Linked DNA regions of Sus scrofa: region 2 is linked to region 1. The links are chromatin contacts, called in public Hi-C maps. All regions are on one chromosome and are shown on one strand. The core of a region is the stretch at or near the end of the contact, and the rest is flanking DNA. Distances in the headings are between cores, read along the strand shown.

Region 1 (5,903 bases), core at 2,657-5,156:
ATGATATAGGAGTTCCTGCTGTGGCTCAGTGCTAACAAACCCAACTAGTATCATGAGATGCAGGTTCAATCCCTGACCCCACTCAGTGGTTTAAGGATGTGGTGTTGCCACAGGCTGTGGTGTTGGTCATAGACGAGGCTTGGATCTGACATTGCTGTGGCTGTGGCGATGGCCAGCAGCTGCAGCTCTATTTGACATCTAGCCTGGGAACTTCCACATGCCACAGGGGTAGCCCAAAATAAAAATAAAATAAAATAAATGAACTCATTTACAAGATAGAAACAGACTCACAGACATAGAAAACAAACATATGGTTAACAAGCAGGGTAGGAAAAAATTAGGAGTTTGGGATTAGCAGATTGTCATGAGCTGTGGTGTAGGTCACAGACACGGCTTGGATCCTGAGTTGCTGTGGCTGTGGTGTAGGCCAGCAGCTACAGTTCTGATTGGACCCCTAGCTTGGGAACCTCCATATGCCTTGGGTTCGGCCCTAAAAATACAAAAAAATAAATAAAATAAACAACAGTGTCCTACTGTACAGTGCAGGGAACTCTATTCAATGTCCTGTAATAAGCCATAATGGAAAAGAATATGTCTATACATCTATACACATACACACATACACACACTGAATCACTTTGCTGTGCACCTAAAATTAACACACCTTTGTAAATCAACTATACTTCAATTTAAATAAATAAATAAACAAAAAACTACCTGACATTAAAAAATATATTTCAGGAGTTCCCATCGTGGCGCAGTGGTTAACGAATCCGACTAGGAACCATGAGGTTGTGGGTTCGATCCCTGGCTTTGCTCAGTGGGTTTAGGATCTGGCGTTGCTGTGAGCTGTGGTATAGGTCGCAGACGTGGCTCGGATCCCGCGTTGCTGTGGCTGTGGTGTAGGCCGGTGGCTACAGCTCTGATTTGACCCCTAGCCTGGGAACCTCCGTATGTCGTGAGAGCGGCCCAAGAAATGGCAAAAAGACAAAAAAAAAAAATATATATATATATATATATATATTTTTTTTTTTTTTTTTTCAAAGTAGTAAATGAGAAGAAACAACATGAAGGATTCCTGGGCCCGGGGACATGCAGTGAGTCACCACAGCTCAAGGCAAGAGCTCTGACACTTGCTCATGACAGAGTTTTCATCCATTGGTCCCATGGATGGAGTTTTTTTTAAGTCCCCTCAACTCACCTGTCCAACCAACTCACATAAATCCCACTGTCTGAGAGACCCATGTTGCTCAGTGAGGGTTGTTGCACTGTGAATGCTGAATTGTGAAAATGTAGAATAATAACACTGCTGATCATAAAGCCAGAGTGTCTTAGATAAACTCAGGAAAATAGATTTAGGTGAAAGCTAAAGAAGTTATTAAACACTGAGTAATTTATCCAGGAAGCTACTGAAGTTTCTTCCTTAGATATCTTTAAATACACAATAAAATAAATTTCCAGCTAAATATCAACTTCAAGAGGGCTTTTCTGGGTGCCTCCAGTCCTAAAGCTTCTTATTCTCTCAAGACCTGAAAAGTAAAAATAGAAAACAGGATGTGACTTTCAGTTATAATTTTGATGCCATTTTGGCACTTTGTTATTCCTTCACCTTTCACGTTCTGAAGCTCAGAGACTGAGATTAGGAGAATAAATGGCTATTATCTTCATTCATCAGTTTTCAGAAAGGTTTAAAACTTCTGGGACTGTAGTTAGAAGCAGCCCAGGAAATAACACTATTAAATTTCAGTCTTGCTTTACCCACTGTCATACTGTGTCACTATGGCCAGCTCCTGACCTTTTAATGCTCCATCTCCTGCTCCTTCTCTTCCCTCTCTCTTCTTTTCATATCACTTGTACATTTTTTTTTTTTTGGTCTTTTTGTCATTTCCCTGAGGCATATGAAGGTTCCCAGACTAGGGGTCTAATTAGAGCTACAGCTGCCGGCTTACATGAGAGCCACAGCAACCCTGGATCCGAGCCTCCTCTGCGACCTACCTACGCCACAGCTCACGGCAACACCTTAACCCACTGAACAAGGCTAAGGATGGAACCCGCATCCTCACAAACACTATGTCAGTTTCTTAACCTACTGAGTCACAACAGGAACTCCCTATTTTTAACCATTTTTTATTGTAGTATAATTAATTTACAATGTTGTGTTAGCTTCAAGTGTATACTAAGTGATTCAGTTAGATACACACGCACAGACACGTAAATTCTTTTTTGAATTCCTTTTCATTATAGGTTATTAAAAGATATTGAATATAGATCCTGTACTATATAGTAGGTCCTTGTTTTTTATCTCAGTTGTGTATTTATTTTGATAAAACCAAGGCACAAATGGTATCAGGGATAGACGTTAGTTTACCTTTCAGTTATCTCTTAATGTGTACAGTAGGAAAAATAAACATACTCCCCACCTCTATTCCATGGTAATAACAGAATAATTCCCATTAAATTTATGGAATAAAAATTAATAAATATTAATAAATGCATAGAATAATTCCCATTAATTTTCTTACTAATCAATGCAGTTGGTCAGAGAGAAGGCTGCTGAAAAAAAGTTTGAATTAGAAGAGTAATTCAATGTTCACACTATTGATCATGAGTCACTAAGTGTCATTTTCCTGAGTATAACAGAAACAACCCTGGGAGTCAGAAAAGAAAGAATCAGAGATAATCCTGACAGTCCCTCCAACCCAAAGGTCACTTGGCTTGACATTTTCATCTACTTGCATTTGCATTTCTTTTCTTTCTTTCTTTCTCTCATCTTTCTTTTTTAAAATTATTTATTTATTTATTTATTTTGCTTCACGGGCCACACCCGAGGCATGTGGAATTTCCCAGGCTAGGGGTCGAATCAGAGCTGCAGCTGCTGGCCTACACCACAGCCACAGCAACACCAGATCCAAGCCGCATCTGCGACCTACACTACAGCTCCTGGCAACATGGATCCTTTACCCACTGAGTGAGGCGAGGGATCGAACCCACATCCTCATGGATACTAGTCGAGTTTGTTACTGCTGAGCCACAACAGGAACTCCCTCTATTTGCATTTCTAATCCGTGCAGGTTAGCTCTTCCTTGGCAGCTTGGACTCAGGGTCACCTGTCCATTGTCTTGAAGCACTGTAGGTCCAGGCTGCCCCCAGCCCAGGTACAGCCCCTCCAGTTATCCACTGTCTCCTCAACATCCATGCACCACCAGGCACATGGTAGGCTGTCAATAAATATTAGTGAAATGACCAGTAAATAAATGCATGTCTAAATGAGCACTCTTTGCCTGTACTTGTTCTACAGTTGAGGTTGTGGAGGGCTCCTCCCTTCTCTGAGTACTAACTTTAAAGAGCCTCCAGGAACAAAAGGAGTCACATACACATTTTGAGGGAAATGATGGTCATCATGGCTGGGCTGATGGTCATCAGCCTGCTAAGTTTCTTCCTCTGGTCCATCCTTAGGAACCCAGGCTTCCTCTCTTGCCACTGTACTTTAAGGTAAGAAGGTGTTCTTTATTCTTCCTCTCCCAGCAGGCTGCAGCTTCCTGAAACCCTCTACTTTTTAAATTTTTAAAATTCTTTTATCTTTTAGGGCTGCACCTGTGGCATATGGAGGTTCCTAGGCTAGGGGTCTAATCAGATCTGCAACTGCCAGCCTATACCACAGCCACAGCAACACCAGATCCAAGTCTGCAACTTTGTTGGTTCTTTAACCCACTGAGCCAGGCCAGGCATTGAACCATGGTCCTCATGGATACTCTCTGGGTTCTTAACCTGCTGAGCCACAAGGGGAACTTCCCTTCTTCTATTTTGAAAGCGGCTTCCTTGCAGCTCCTGAATTCCAGAAGCAGAGGATGTGTGCTTACACTAAGCTCTTCCTATTGGCTTGGTGATGAGGCTTGCAGTAGTATGACTGTCACCTGATTCTGGAGGCCAGCCCCTGTTTCCCTCAGAGAGGCCAACACTGACTCAGATATGTGTCTGTTTTTCTGAAAGGCCAGGGCAGATGTGGTGCGGGCTGGCTGCTAGTGGGTTGGTGCCGGAGGATCTGTGCTTTCTTGACCAGTTTATTCTGGGAGAACTGGCAGAAGCTCAAAAGTCAAGCTGAGAGAGAGGCTGTGCAGTGAAATAATGTTCAGCTTCTTCCCTCAACCACCTCCCTCATGGCCATCTTCCTCTTGGCTAAATCAGGGAACACCTGCCCTTTAATAAGAAAACCTTCATCTTAGTTCTGAAAAAGAAGGCAAAAAGGGCAGTGTCTACAGACACACAGCTATGACCTCCCACATTCCTCAGAATTGTTTTTTTATTTTATTTTTTATTATTTATTTATTTATTGTCTTTTTGCCATTTCTTGCGCTGCTCCCTCAGCATATGGAGGTTCCCAGGCTAGGGGTCCAATCAGAGCTGTAGCCGCCAGCCTATGCCAGAGACACAGCAATGCGGGATCCAAACTGAGTCTGCAACCTACACCACAGCTCACGGCAACGCCAGATCCTTAACCCTCTGAGCAAGGTCAGGGATCGAACCCGCAACCTCATGGTTTCTAGTCAGCTTCGTTAACCTCTGAGCCACGATGGGAACTCCCAGAATTGCTTTTTTAAGTTAAAAGGCCCAGAGCTCCCATTGTGGCTCAGCGGTAATGAACTCGAATGATGTCCATGAGAATTCAGGATCAATCCTTGGCCTTGCTCAGTGGGTTAAGGATCCAGTGTTGCTGTGAGCTGTGGTGTAAGTCAAAGATGAGGCTCAGATCCTATGTTGCTGTGGCTGTGGTGCCGGTTGGCAGCTGCAGCTCGATTCAACCCCTGGCCTGGGAACTTCCATATACTGCACAAGCAGCCCTAGAAAAAAAAAAAAGAAAAGAAAAGAAAGGAAAAAAAAAAAAGTTAAAAGCCCAAGCACCTCATGAACTTGAATGTGTACCAGGTAACTAGCAATAGGCAGCTCAGCAGGGAGGAGCAGAGATAACCCCCACGTAAGGGATCTTTGAAGATGAGAGACTCTTCCCTTTGAAAGGGAACTTTTCAAGGTAGCAACCTTATCACATGAAAGAGCATCTTGAGCATCTGCTCCACTCTAGTCCAACCCTGACTGTATCACATCATGTTGCAGGTATTTGGGTGTATTTCTCAGCCTCTGGCAATACCAAAACTTTTTTTTTTTTCTTTTCTCTGATGGTTAAAAGAGGAAATGCTACTTGGTCCTCTGCAAAACCAAAGCATATAAATAACCCAAACCAACAAGGCAGGAGCTTTCAAAAAAGCCAGTTGGATGTAAACCCCAGTTCTTACAACTGGGTCTTAGTTCATATGAGTTTACTCAGAGCTGTAAGAGGCTCAATGGAGCTGGTAGCCTTACTCATTTCTTTTTTAAATACCAAAGGCCCTTTGTGCACACATACTAGGACAGGACCTTTGTACATGGGCCTTTGTTGTGATAACAATCCAGATAAATCCTTCTTTCACGAGCAAAAGGTGGGCATGGACTTGCTGGGTTCCAGGACTGGAGAATGTAGAATCACATCACTGAACAGAAATTGTGGAGTTCTGTCGTGGCGCAGCAGAAACCAATCTGACCAGTATGCATGAGGACTCGGGTTTGATCCCTGACCTCACTCAGTGGGTTAAGGATCTGGCATTGCCATGAGCTGTGGTGTAGGTGGCAGACGTGGCACCCTCCATCCCACGCTGCTGTGGCTGTGACATAGGCCAGCAGCTGCAGCTCCAGTTCGACCCTGGAAACTTACATATGCCAGGGGTGTGGCCCTAAAAAGAAAAACAAAAACGGAAATTGTGGGAGATATGGCTATAGAGCAGGGGGCAGGTTTCAAAGGGCTTCTCATATCACACTGAGATATTTGTTCTGCAAGTAAAAAGAACAAAAATCTGGGGAGTAATAGGAATAGC
Region 2 (6,129 bases), core at 3,398-5,897, 68 kb before region 1:
TTGTACATATGAATATTTAAGCTACTCAAAAATGATATACCAGGGAATTCCCATTGTGGCTTAGTGGTTAACGAATCTGACTAGGAACCACAAGGTTGCAGGTTCGATCCCTGGCCTTGCTCAGTGGGTTAAGGATCCAGCGTTGCTGTGAGCTGTGGTATAGGTGGCAGAGGTGGCTTGGATCCTGCGTTGCTGCGGCTCTGGCGTAGGCCAGTGGCTACAGCTCTGATTGGACCCCTAGCCTGGGAGCCTCCATATGCTGTAGGAGCGGCCCTAGAAAAGGCAAAAAGACAAAAAAAAAAAAAAAAAAAGATATACCAGGAGTTCCCATCATGGCACAGTGGAAACAAATCCGACTAGGAACCGTGGGGTTGCAGGTTCGATCCCTGGCCTCACTCAGTGGGTTAAGGATCCAGTGTTGCCTCTAGCTGTGGTGTAGGTCGACAGCTGTAGCTCCAATTAGACCCCTAGCCTGGGAATGTCCATACGCTGCAGGTGCCGCCCTACAAAGCAAAAAAAAATTTTTTTTTAATTTAAAAAAATGATATACCAAAGAAAAAAAATAGTCCCATGGTACTCAAACCGTTCCATTTCTGTGTCCCTATCTGTTGGACAGCATGTTTAAGTACTGGTTAGGAAGACAGCTCAGCAATAGTGCACATTTAATCAAGAATCCACAGGAACTTCCACAGTAGATTCGAAGGAAGGTATTAATGGAAGCCCATCATTTTATTTTATTTCATTTCATCTTTTTCTTTTTTCTTTTTTTTTAGGGCCACACTTCTGGCATATGGAAGTTTCCAGGCTAGGGGTCGAATTGGAGCTACAGTTGCTGGCCTATGCCACAGCCACAGCGATTTGAGATCTGAGGCACATATGCAACCTATACCACAGTTCATAGTAACACTAGATCCCCAAGCCACTAAGCAAGGCCAGGGACTGAACCCACATCCTCCTGGATACTAGTCAGATTTGTTTCCACTGCACCACAACAGGAACCCCAAGCCCATCATTTTAAGCATCACTCTGTTTGGAGCCACAAATTCCACTTCTAGTAAATCTATCCTAAGGAACAGATGTGATCAAAATTTTATACCAAAGATGGACACCATAAAGTTATTTTAATTGTAACACATGAGAAACCTAAATATTCAATAAGAAATGGTTAAGATATGGCATGTGTATTGACTGGACTATTATCTAACCATAAGATACTTTTAATATATTTTAGCATTTCAATAAAATACTCTTAATAGCATGGAAAGTACTGAGGATTCAACGAATGAAGCAACAGATAAAACTGAATTGCACTGATAACTGTGCTATCAACTAGGTAAATTTATGACCAGAAAAAAAAAAAAACGAAAGAAAATATTCTAAAATGTTAAAACTGTTTATTACTGAATTGAGAAGACACAAATGGTTTTTGTTTTAATATCTTTTCTTTTTTCCATGATAAATACAGATTATTATTTTGTCTTTTTAGGGGTGCACCCGCATCATATGGAGGTTCCCAGGCTAGGAGTCGAATCGGAGCTGCATCGGCCAGCCTACACCACAGCCACAGCAACAGCAATGCAGGCTCCAAGCTGTGTCTGTGACCTAAACCATAGCTCATGGCAACAGTGCTTAACCCACTGACCAAGGCCAGGGATCAAATCCACATCCTCATGGATACTATGAGGGTTTGGTTCTGTTAACTGCTGAGCCAGGAGGGGAACTCCAATATAGATTATTTTTAAATGATGCTGTGTATCTGTGGCTATTAAAATTCATTCTAGGAAAAGTCCTGAGTTGTTAAGAATGGGCAGGAGTTCCCATTGTGGCTCAATGAAAACGAACCTGACTAGTATCCATGAGGATTTGGGTTCAACCTCTAGCCTCACTCAGTGGGTTAAGGCTCTGGTGTTGTGATGAGCTATGGTATAGGTTACAGACATGACTCAGGTCTAGCATTGCTGTGGCTGTGGCATATGCCATCAGCTGCAGCTCCGATTTGACTCCTAGTGTGGGAACTTTCATATGCCATACCTGTGGCCCTAAAAAAACAAAAAAGCAAAAACAAACAAACAAGGGCAGATTTTTTTAAGCAGATACAAAGCGGTCAATGTAGATCATATTTTTTAGACAGTTGGTTACCTGGCAGCATTCAGAACATAACACTCAGAAACTAAGTTTTATTTGGTCTCTATGGAATATATAGTAAGAAGGACATACTGCTTATGAGATTACATAGTACAGTCCCAACTCCAAGTTCACTAAAAGTACCATTCATTACCTGTTCGGGAGACGGATTCTCTTGATGGCATAATTGCAGTCGTCTACTTTGTTTCTAGCTTCAAAGACAACTCCAAACCCCCCACGACCCATGCACTGAATTGGTTCAAAATCTGTTAGATATCTTTAAAAAAAAAAAAAAAAAGTACATTTAAAAAAGTTTGCAAGTAGTTTTAAATTTTATAGTAAGGTAATAATCAGTTCAATCTTACGATATGTAAAAACGTATAAACTAAGTCTAATAGAACTTATTTTAATAAATAGTGTAGTTTAAATTCTAATAACATTGTTTTGTTTTCTGTTTGTATAAATGAAGCAAACGTATTTTTTTTTTTGGCTGAGCATGAAGCATGTGGAAATTCCCAGGCCAGGGACTAAACCTGCACCACAGCAGTGACAATGCTGGATCCTTTAACCGCTAGGCCAGCAGGGAACACCTCCCTAGGAATTTTCTAAAAAATTAAAAAGCTTCTGCTTCATGGAGAATCACTTGTTACTCACTTACTCTTTCTTTTTTAAAAAATTAAGTTGTAGTTGATTTACAATGATATGCCAATTTCTGCTATACAGCAAAATGACCCAGTCGTTATACACACACATTCCCTTTCTAATCACTTATTCTTATAGCAACTTTAGGACTGTTCTGTCCTATCCAATACTTTCTATCATCCATCAAAATATTCTACCCTTAATTCTCTAAACTTTTACCTCCTGTGGCATTCTGTACTCAATTAGAAAATATATTTTAATCTTATGTCAGTGCCTGTGTATTTTACAGAAAAAATTTTTAATTAGTCCTATTATATTTAAGTACTTTTTTTTTCTTTTTAGGGCTGTACCTTTGGCATATGAAAGTTCCCAGGCTAGGGGTTGAATCAGATCTGCAGCTGCCAGCCTACACCACAGCCACAGTAACACTGGATCTGAGCTACATATGAGACCTACGCTGCAGTGTTTGTCAATGCCGGATCTTTAACCCACTGAGCCAGGCAGGGACCGAACCTGTATCCTCACAGAGACAATGCCGGGCTCTTCACCCACTGAGCCATGGTGGGAACTCCTAAGTTCTTTTTTAGTCAGAACTCTCTCGAGGAACCAAAGCTATCTGAAATTTGCTGGCATGCCTCACGGGTCACTATGCTCAGCACCAAAGGTATCTGGATGGAAGCTAACTCACATCTGTCACTTACAGATGGGCCTCCTCTTTGTAGTCTATTTCCTCCTTTAGTGCCCGACTCACTGATCTGCTCTGTATATGCCAGATGACTTGCACCCATGGCCTTTCAAAATTTCAGGGCTTTTGCTTCTGCTATTTGCTCTATGAAGTCAGCCTACCTCTTTATATTTATTTACTAAAACTTTATTCTTAGTTCATTCTGCTCATCCACCACCTCTACAAGTCCATGTTGATGTTCTTAGAGCATGACGCATAGAGTACTGTGGACTTCTTAAACTTACTCCCCTCCCAATATTTTAGGTTATTTACACATAGCTTTCTCTCCTTGCTGCCACTGAATAGTGGGGGCCTTGACTGCAGGGAAGCATTCTTTTTTTTTTTTTTTTTCCTCTTTGTATTTCCAAAGCCTGAGCTTACCTGGCAAATAGAAAGTCTGACAGACATCAAATAATGCATGAATTAATAAATGAATGAATGCATGCTATGGAAGTTATTCTTCCAGCCACATGGGGGAGGACTGAATTAGATTACCCTGGGTGTCCCTTAGAAGGCTAAGTTTATTACATTATGACTTGCATACTCTGATTTAGTAGCTGGCTCAGCTGGTTAGAGCACAGTGTTGAGGAGGAAAGACAATAGATCCCAACCCTCCGTGGGCCAATTACCTTCACAGAGAATGAAGAGTAATACTCTGTATCCCTAAAAATAGCTAGTCAAGGTACTTCAGTACAAATCCATCTCCCCAAATGCAAAAGCCCATGAAGTTCAGGTCCTACTCCTGGAGGGCCAATTGAATTATCTTCCTACATTAAAGAAAACACTCTTGTGAAAATGGAAACATCTTTTGAAAAAAAAAAAAAATTAGATATGATGACCGATTCCATAAATTTAAGTTTCGCCTCACCTAAGGACCCAGCTTAGGACTTAAACTCATACCGGAATCCAGAGTTCATGCTCTTAATAATGCCAAGAACACAGTAGGCACTCAACGAACATCGAGTACTATACAGAGCTCCTGCATTTTACAAACAATCAGCTGTTCTCTTCATATTAAAATGAAAGGAAAATAAGTCCAATTCAACTTTAGAGTACATTATTCCAATTCTTTTCACAACAGCCTTACAAATATATATTTATCCACCACAGCCCACTCTTCCCCCATCTCTGCATGTCTCTTACTCATGATTTATGGTTCAATTAAAATGTGACCTCATTTATGACACCCTCTTGAATCATCACTGCCAGAGTCTGTGACTTAGTCATGGCTTTTTTTCTGATATGTTTTTTATGTTTTATCTAGCATCATCTTCCCCTGGAGATGTTAGGCTCCTCTAGGAGCTATGCCCAGTCTTTTTATTTCTCCCAAAGCCTGAGATACTGCCTGCACACAGCTGTTCAGAATAAGTGCTGAATGAACAACAAACAGCCTGGGCAGTGAACTGCTGGTGGAGCTGGTGAACCCCGACTTCTCCCTCCCTCACTGGAGGTATCAGCCACTAATGCATTAGTTAGCATCCTTATCAGCAAGGGCATTAACGCTCTTACCACTTGTAACTCACCTAGTAGATTTTGCTAAGACATACATACAGATTATGGTCGATTCTCAGTTTTTGATGATACAGTATGAATGAAGCTTAGATAAATTAAGTCCACAGGTAATCAAAATAACACACATTTTAGCTGAAATTTTCATTATTTTGATCATAAAACCATTACCCTAGATAGTAAGCAGTAAGGTTCTATACTTTTTCCTTGTCCTCATATCACTACAGTACTAAGTATGATACAAAAACAAAGGGAAGTAGTTCTCTTGTGGCTCAGTGGGTTAAGGATCTGGCGTTGTCACTACTGTGGCCCAGGTTCAATTCCTGGCTGGGAACTTATGAATGCCATGGGTGTGACCAAAAAAGGGGGAGGAGAAGAAGTAGCAATAATCCATGTAATAAGAAAATTACATGGATTGAACCACAGAACCATTTCTCATCCTACAAAGCACCCAAATATGTACACCTGATAGACTGCTAACAGATTTTCTACTTTTATTTCACTTTCAAATTATTTGAAAGGGCTGTTTTTTTGTTTTTTGTCTTTTTGCCATTTCTTTGGCTGCTCCTGCAGCATATGGAGGTTCTCAGGCTAGGGATCGAATTGGAGCTGTAGCCACCAGCCTACGCCAGAGCCACAGCGATGCGGGATCCGAGCCACGTCTGCGACCTACACCACAGCTCATGCCAACACCAGATCCTTAACCCACTGAGCAAGGCCAGGGATCGAACCTGCAACCTCATGGTTCCTAGTCAGATTTGTTAACCACTGTGCCACACTGGGAACTCCTGGGCTGCTTTTTAAGTAACCTAACTCCCTCTTCAGCTTTTATTGTGTATTTATTTGTTTGTCCATTTTTGGCCATACCCTCAGCATGTGGAAGTTCCCAGGTCAGGGATTGAACCTGTGCCACAGCAGTAACCAGAGCCACAGCAATGATAAAAGACCCTCAACCCACTGAGTCACCAGGATCTCCCCAATTCTGCTTTTAAAAATGATCAGTTCTATTAGTGTATTTCTCCCTATTTTTCTACTTCTTACTCTAGGGAGAATAAAGATGAAATAAATAATTGAGGATTAAGTAACACAGGAGATTTATATCATATTCTAGCAACATAATAATTACTATT

Evidence for each region. Hi-C and Micro-C count contacts between places; a contact is called where the count stands out from the background.
Region 2: a Hi-C map of embryonic fibroblasts shows a contact between it and region 1, with 2.0 times the contacts expected there. The contact joins two enhancer-like sites. A contact is called at or near these places in 1 of 5 promoter capture datasets (liver), 25 of 47 Hi-C or Micro-C datasets (blood, embryonic fibroblasts, fetal heart ventricle and 11 more) and 2 of 2 datasets of contacts at active chromatin or transcription factors (alveolar macrophages and skeletal muscle).

Annotation. Positions count from the first base shown.
Region 1 is chr3:57,406,629-57,412,531 of Sscrofa11.1, reverse strand. It overlaps LOC102164763 (a long non-coding RNA gene), which reads right to left. Exons shown (of 5, transcript XR_001306050.2): 5 at 1,055-1,529. Among named protein-coding and RNA genes, the nearest start is that of EIF2AK3, 14 kb to the left of the region's middle. Within about 2 kb of position 3,906, at least 15 of the 83 cell types and tissues checked have an H3K27ac peak or open chromatin away from gene starts, as enhancers often do. A contact at or near this core is called in alveolar macrophages and embryonic fibroblasts, where this site is marked.
Region 2 is chr3:57,474,894-57,481,022 of Sscrofa11.1, reverse strand. It overlaps EIF2AK3 (eukaryotic translation initiation factor 2-alpha kinase 3), which reads right to left. Exons shown (of 17, transcript XM_003124925.4): 11 at 2,279-2,401. Among named protein-coding and RNA genes, the nearest start is that of TEX37, 51 kb to the left of the region's middle. Within about 2 kb of position 4,647, at least 4 of the 83 cell types and tissues checked have an H3K27ac peak or open chromatin away from gene starts, as enhancers often do. A contact at or near this core is called in alveolar macrophages and embryonic fibroblasts, where this site is marked.